Regions from separate parts of the Canis lupus genome. Here region 1 is linked to region 2. Evidence: chromatin contacts called from public Hi-C data. All regions are on one chromosome and are shown on one strand. The core of a region is the stretch at or near the end of the contact, and the rest is flanking DNA. Distances in the headings are between cores, read along the strand shown. Region 1 overlaps PTPA (serine/threonine-protein phosphatase 2A activator). Region 2 holds the start of C9H9orf50.

The links. A called contact is a pair of places that touch in the nucleus more often than the background predicts.
Region 1: a Hi-C map of blood shows a contact between it and region 2, with 3 times the contacts expected there. The contact joins the enhancer-like site here to the promoter of C9H9orf50 in region 2. A contact is called at or near these places in 3 of 9 Hi-C or Micro-C datasets (amygdala and blood).

What each region holds. Positions count from the first base shown.
Region 1 is chr9:54,629,908-54,632,918 of UU_Cfam_GSD_1.0, forward strand. All of the region lies in intron 8 of PTPA (serine/threonine-protein phosphatase 2A activator), which reads right to left. Among named protein-coding and RNA genes, the nearest start is that of CRAT, 23 kb to the right of the region's middle. Within about 2 kb of position 1,659, at least 11 of the 20 cell types and tissues checked have an H3K27ac peak or open chromatin away from gene starts, as enhancers often do. A contact at or near this core is called in blood, where this site is marked.
Region 2 is chr9:54,261,745-54,264,769 of UU_Cfam_GSD_1.0, forward strand. C9H9orf50 reads left to right here and starts at 1,640. Exons shown (of 7, transcript XM_038549078.1): 1 at 1,640-2,331; 2 at 2,710-2,899; 3 at 3,004-3,025. The coding sequence starts at 1,824.

The DNA of each region.
Region 1 (3,011 bases), core at 409-2,908, 370 kb after region 2:
TGGGCCCAAAACTCCTTCTCCATATTGGGCATAAGGGTAAGGGCTCAAGAGCTTATAACAGCCCCACTGTTTGGCTGTGGACTCCCCAGGGAACCCACTCCTACACACTTCTCACTTGTCCAGTAAAGCCTCGTACCAAACTGCAAGATCTAAGTCCAAAAAGCTGCCATTTACTGCTGTCACCACCCTCCCCTGGCCAAAGTTCCCCCAAAGCCTGTCTCAACCCCCAGGTTCAGTGGCAAAGACAACAGATCCTTCCTCCAGTAGGGAGGCCACAGCCCCACGTGGCAGAGGTGGCAGATGGAGACCAGATCCCCCTCCCCTGGGTGGCTGGTGGCCACAGAGCTTTTCCTGGGTCAGTGCCTAGACCTAGTACCTTCCCCCAGCTCTCTCTCTCTCTCTCTCTCTCTCTCTCTCTCTCTCTAAGGCTCCCTCTTAGGGATAGCTGCCGGTACCCACAGCCTAGGGGGTCTGGCCTTCAAGGAGCTTTGTTCCAACCATCCTACTCAAGCAGGCTCCACCCTCAGCTACCCGCCCTCCCTCTTGTCCCACCCCTTCCCCCAAAACTCTCTGCCCCTTGGGGACCAGTGCCAGGTTCCAGTCATCTCCTGCACATTTCCAGGCCCTGAGAAGTTCAGAAATCACCGGAGATGTGTAATCGGTTTCACTCTGGACAAGGCCTTGTGAATAAACCACCCTGGAGGCACCCTGCTGGCTTCGTCCCACAGCATCGCTCCAGAAGCCTGCTCAGCAAGGGCTCCAAGGCTAGGCCAGCAGATGATGCTGGGAAACCAGAGGCTTTGCCTTGTGGGCCAGCCTCACCCACTAGGGGCACGGGAGGGGACCCCAAAAGGCCTCTCGGGCCTGCTGGAAAAGCCCCAATGGCCCTGCCCCTCCCCATGGAAAGGCCAGAGACGCTATTTATCTAGAGGGGCTGCCCCACCCCCCACCCCCAGGCCTTCAGTGTCCCCAGGTCTCCCCAAGTCCTTCAGAAGGAGACTTTGCAACTCTGAGAAAGGAAAACAGATGAGGGGAAAAAAAGGAATCAGGAGCGAGAAAACAAAACAACAACAAAAAAAAATTAGCTCATTCTAGCCACAAAGGGAGAAGAGAAAGAGCGAGAACGAGCAAGCAAGCTGCAGTCCCGCAGTGACCCCAGGGGAATCGTGTGAGTCAGAGCAGCCATATTGAGCAGGAAATTACTCACAGACGCTGCGTTCCTGCCTCTCCACTCCCAAGAGAATCGGCCTTTTGTAAATGGTTCCTCTGTCAGTAACTGAGGGGGGATGGGGGGAGGCTCTGCACAGCGCCTTCCTGTCAGCTCCTTCCCTTCCAGCTGAAATCTGATCCCTCCCTTCCCAAAACTCCAAATTTAGAAGCCAGATTGAAACTGAAATTCTTTTCCTGCCGGCCCTGGGCTCTTAAAGGCGCCAGGGCTGCATTTCCTGAGACAGCAGAAGCTCTGCAAGGTGGGGCCCCCTCCTCTAGGATGCCCAGAGCTACCAGGGCAAGTCCTGGGAGACAGGGAGGAGATGCCCAGGTCCATTTCCAACTTCTTGTCTTGTTTTTTCCTCCTAGTTGCACCAGCCATCCTGATCCCCAGGTCTCTGGAGGCAACACCGCCCCCTTCCAGACTGAAGCGCACAGAATTCTGCACAGGGCTTCAGGTGCCCTGTGTCCCAGAGGGGGCTCGTTCACGAACGCCAGGGGCAGTGAAACACTGGTGCGGGGTGGAAGGGGACTGGGGTGGGCGTAGCCTGGACAGAGCTCCGGAGAACTAGCACAGCACAGCGCCGTCAGCACCCTCACTGACCAGGCCTCAGCTTAGCCAGGTGGCCAGGGAGCCCTCAGAGCTGCTAGCACCGGCGTTTACCACCATGCCCAACCACCTAGACCCAAAGGAAAAACCAGGCCTTGCAGAGAGGGAGCCGAAAAAGCAGAAACTCTAGGGTTTGCCTTTCTGCCTCTCCCCCAATTGAGTTACTGAAAACCTTCTCAAAGTTTGGCGTGCCGTTAGCGCCACCTAGTGGCCACTGTAGGATTTCCTCCAGCAAAGGAACCGAGTCCCAAACTTTAGAAACCTTTTGGGTTTTTATACCAGTATAACCACCCAAACAAATAAAAATACAACATTTTAACCTGGAATCAATTCCCATATTCCTTGAGGCCCGGCCTGGCTGCCTTCCTTGTTAGGCACTGACGGACCCAGGGGCTTGGCTAGCCACCAGAGGGAGCCAGAACAGCCTAGCCCTTTACCCCCAAGCAAGCAAAGCAGGGCTCAGCCTAGAATGTGCACTCCTTCTCCCCACCCTGTTCCTCCTGTTCCCTCCAGGGTCTCCTGCGACTCCCAGACCCTCGCATTCCACTCTGGAAACAGTAGCACGTGACTGGCTCTTGAGGCAGTGAGCCAGGCTGCCCCAAGTCCTTCTGACCTTGGGCCTGCTACATGCTGAAGGCAGCAAATCTGAGACTGAAGCAGTGGCTGCCCAGCCGTCAGTCCTGGCTCCATTTGCTGACTTGGAAAAACATGTCATTTCCCTCTGGCCTCTGGAGTTTGGCAGAGGCCTGAGCCGAATGCTGACCATGAGGAACCTGGGGCTATGGCTATTTAACCAGGCTTCTCCGTTCAGGGGGCTCAGAACCAGAGCCAAAGAGCAGCCCTGGTGGGGAGGGGACCCAGATATGCATGTGGGCATCGGAAAGAGAATGATGGCAAGACCGTCTCCAGACACTACAACCAGGGCACCCTTTGAAAGTTTGGGGGGAGGGGGGCGACAGGTATGCAGCAGGGAAGACAAAAGGTCCTAACACCTCCTGAGAGAGAGATCCTAAGAACAGTGAGTCCCCAAATTCTGTGTAAAGTCACCTGGCAAGTGTATTTAAATACGGGTTCCTGGGTCTTATCCCCCAAGATTCTTGACTCAGAAAGCTGGGGTTGGGCAAAGGAACGTGGGTTTTAACAAGCTCCATGAGTGACCTTGAGGAAGTGGGAGACCTGGCCTTAGTGGGCA
Region 2 (3,025 bases), core at 390-2,889:
GGCTCTTTAGAAATCATCTAGTTAGTGAGGTGCTCCTCATCCATTTTCTAAAAACTCATGTGCTCTTAGAATAAATATAAAAAAGGTTCACCTTCCCCACTCAATATTCCAATTTCCTGAGGAGGTATGCCCTTCCATCCCATTGAGTATTTGCAGAAAATGGGAATACATCAGCTATGATGCCTCCTCCAGGCTGACTTACAAAATTGTAAAATGATATCATTCCAGTGAAATTGCTGGTCCAAACAATCCTCCCCCACTCATGTTTCACAGAATAAGCTTTTCCCCTGCCCTTCCTAGTCAAGAGTCACAGATGGGGCCCAACAGTCTGTTTTACTATGGAGCCCTGAGAACAGACAGACTTTCCAGCATTACACAGCAAACAGAAGCAGAGCCTGGATCTGAAATTGGTTCTCTTCATTTCCAGGCCTACTATATTCTTACTGCCCAGGATTCTGGTTGAAATTGTACTTCCAGAGCTGCCCAGCTCAAACTTGACCCACCTGGGCCTCCCAGATCCAGAGAGGGAAGTGGAACCCTGAGCCCTCTGCCCCTGGCTTGGGCCTGGCTGCCCTGGTCAGGAGTTCCACCAACTCCCTTGTGAATATAGCCTTGGCTTCCTGAGCACAAAGCCCCACCTTCTGTCTTCAGGCCCAAAAGCCCACTGTTCCTCACATGGCCTTGGGTGAGGGGCAGATCACAATGACCCTGAACAGGCCCTTGAGGCAGCAGGGAGGGTGCAGCAGAGAGACCAGGCTGGGAAGATGGGATCTCCCAAGGACCAGCCCACCGATTAGGGGGCTCTAAACTCAAGGGACCTTCTCTGGACCCACTAGAAGCCCCACTAAGGTAAGTGTAACACCAGGAGCCAGCTCAGAGATAACAATCTGGGAGGAGAGTGTGGTAGGGAGGCAGCAGGCTCTAAGACACCCCCCCCCCCCCCGTGTCAAAAGCTGGGAGCAAGTGTAGGACTCTGTCTCCCAAAGGGCAAGTTTGTTAAAAATATGTGTCTTGGAGCGCCTGGCTGGCTCAGCCAGTAGAGCTTGTGACTCTTGATCTCTGGGTTGTGAGTTCGAGCCCCACATTGGAGGTAGAGATTACTTAAAAATAAAATCTTAAAGAAAAAATATGTATCTTGGCTCCAAACCTATTGAATCAGAATCTGAGGCATCTGTACTCTCAACAAGCTCTCCGCCCAAGGGGCCCTAACGGCCCAGCAGGACTGGGCAACTGCTAGGCAGGTGTCTCCTTTCAAACCTGGTTCCAGGTTTCCTAATTCCCGGTGGAGTGCTAATAGATAGCATAATAGACCTTGAACACTCCAGTGTGCTTAGTCACAGAGGAGCAGGTGCTCTGTTATCCCCATTCTACAGATAAAGGCATGAGAGAAGTGAATCAATTGGCTTGTCCAAGGTTGCAAAGCTAATAAGTAGTGGAACTGAGACGAAATCCTAAATAACAATTTTAAAGTAATTATAACAACAATAGTAGCAGCTAGCTTTAATTGAGCATGCACAAAGTGCCTGGCACTATTCTATGCCATTTACACGTGCTCACTCACCTAAACGTCACAGCAACTCAGAAAGGCATGTACTCTGACGTGACCATTTTGCAGGTGAGGAAACAGAGGCTGGGCAAGCTCTGGCCTGAAGCCACTGGCGGCCAGAAGAGAGACAGTGGCGTTACCCCCTAACCACAAGTCCCTCCCCACCCCGGGCACTATGGCTTGGGGGCTGGCCTATGCCCTCCTCTCCACTTCACACGGCACCCCCCGCCCCCCCCTCTGGCGTGAGAATGCCCTGAGCTGAGCGCAGGGCCAGACAATGCCCAGGCGTCTCCCCAACCCCGGGGCCCAGCAGATGGCGTTCAAGGGGCTCCCCGGCGACGGCGCTCGCGGAAGGGGAGGCCCGCTGCTGCCCAGCCTGCCCCTGCCGCAGCTCCGCAAGGTCTCGGGCGCGGGGGTCCCCGACAGCTGGAGGGCCTCGGGGGTAGGCGGCGGCGGGTGGTGGCCGAGCGGGTCCTCGTACCCGGAGATGGGCGTGGGCGTCAGGAGCCCCTCGCTGCGCCTGCCAGCCCTGCCCACCGCGGCCCAGCGGGCGGCGCAGAACCGGACAAAGCTGAGGTCACTCCTGCTGCCGCCCCCGCTCCTGGCCAGGGCGCCCCGGGAACCCGCGCCCCCGCGCGCCAGGCCGGGGGAGAGCGAGGATCCCTGGCGGGGCGCGGCCTGGGAGGCCCCGGATTCGCTGCGCGGTCTCCTAGGAGAGCTCCTCCCCAGCAGGGTCCGCGAGTTCCTGCACCAGCGGCGGGCAGAGCGCGCAGGGCCGCCGCCGGGTGAGGCCCCGCCCGGGTCGGCCCCGGGGGGGCGGGGCGGGGGCGGGGGCGGGGCGGGGCGGGGGGCGGGGGCGGGGCGGAGTCATTTCCGGAGCGAATGGAGCTACTACTGCTAGCGGAGTCCGCCCGCCGAAGTCCTGCCGACCACCCCTGGAGGGCGGGTCTCCCATTGCCCCCCCCTTTTTTTTTAAGATTTTATTTATTTATTCATGAGAGACAATGAGAGAGAGACAGAGACACAGGCAGAGGGAGAAGCAGGCTCCATGCAGGGAGCCCGATGTGGGACTCCATCCCGGATCCCGGGATCACGCCCTGAGCCAAAGGCAGACACTCAACCGCTGAGCTACCCAGGTGTCCCCCATTGCCCCTTTTGTACAGTTGAGGAAACCGAGGCCCAAGGCCATATAACTAGGGAGAGCCTCGTAAGGACCGTCCCCAAGCAAAGGCTCATGGCTATCTCCACCTCCTCCTGGCTAGCATCCTCAGCATCACGACCCAAAAGGAGTGTGTCAGAGCAATGCCACAATTCTCCCCAGTGTCCCCACTGTTCTTTCCTTCCAGACCTGAGGTAAGTATCCATTACCTGCTGATGGGGACAGGGTTGCTGACAATGATCCGAAGGTGGGGAGGACCCTGACCACTCATGCCAGGTGTGGCTTGTTTATCTTCAAGGGGCCAGTCATCATACTTCCAG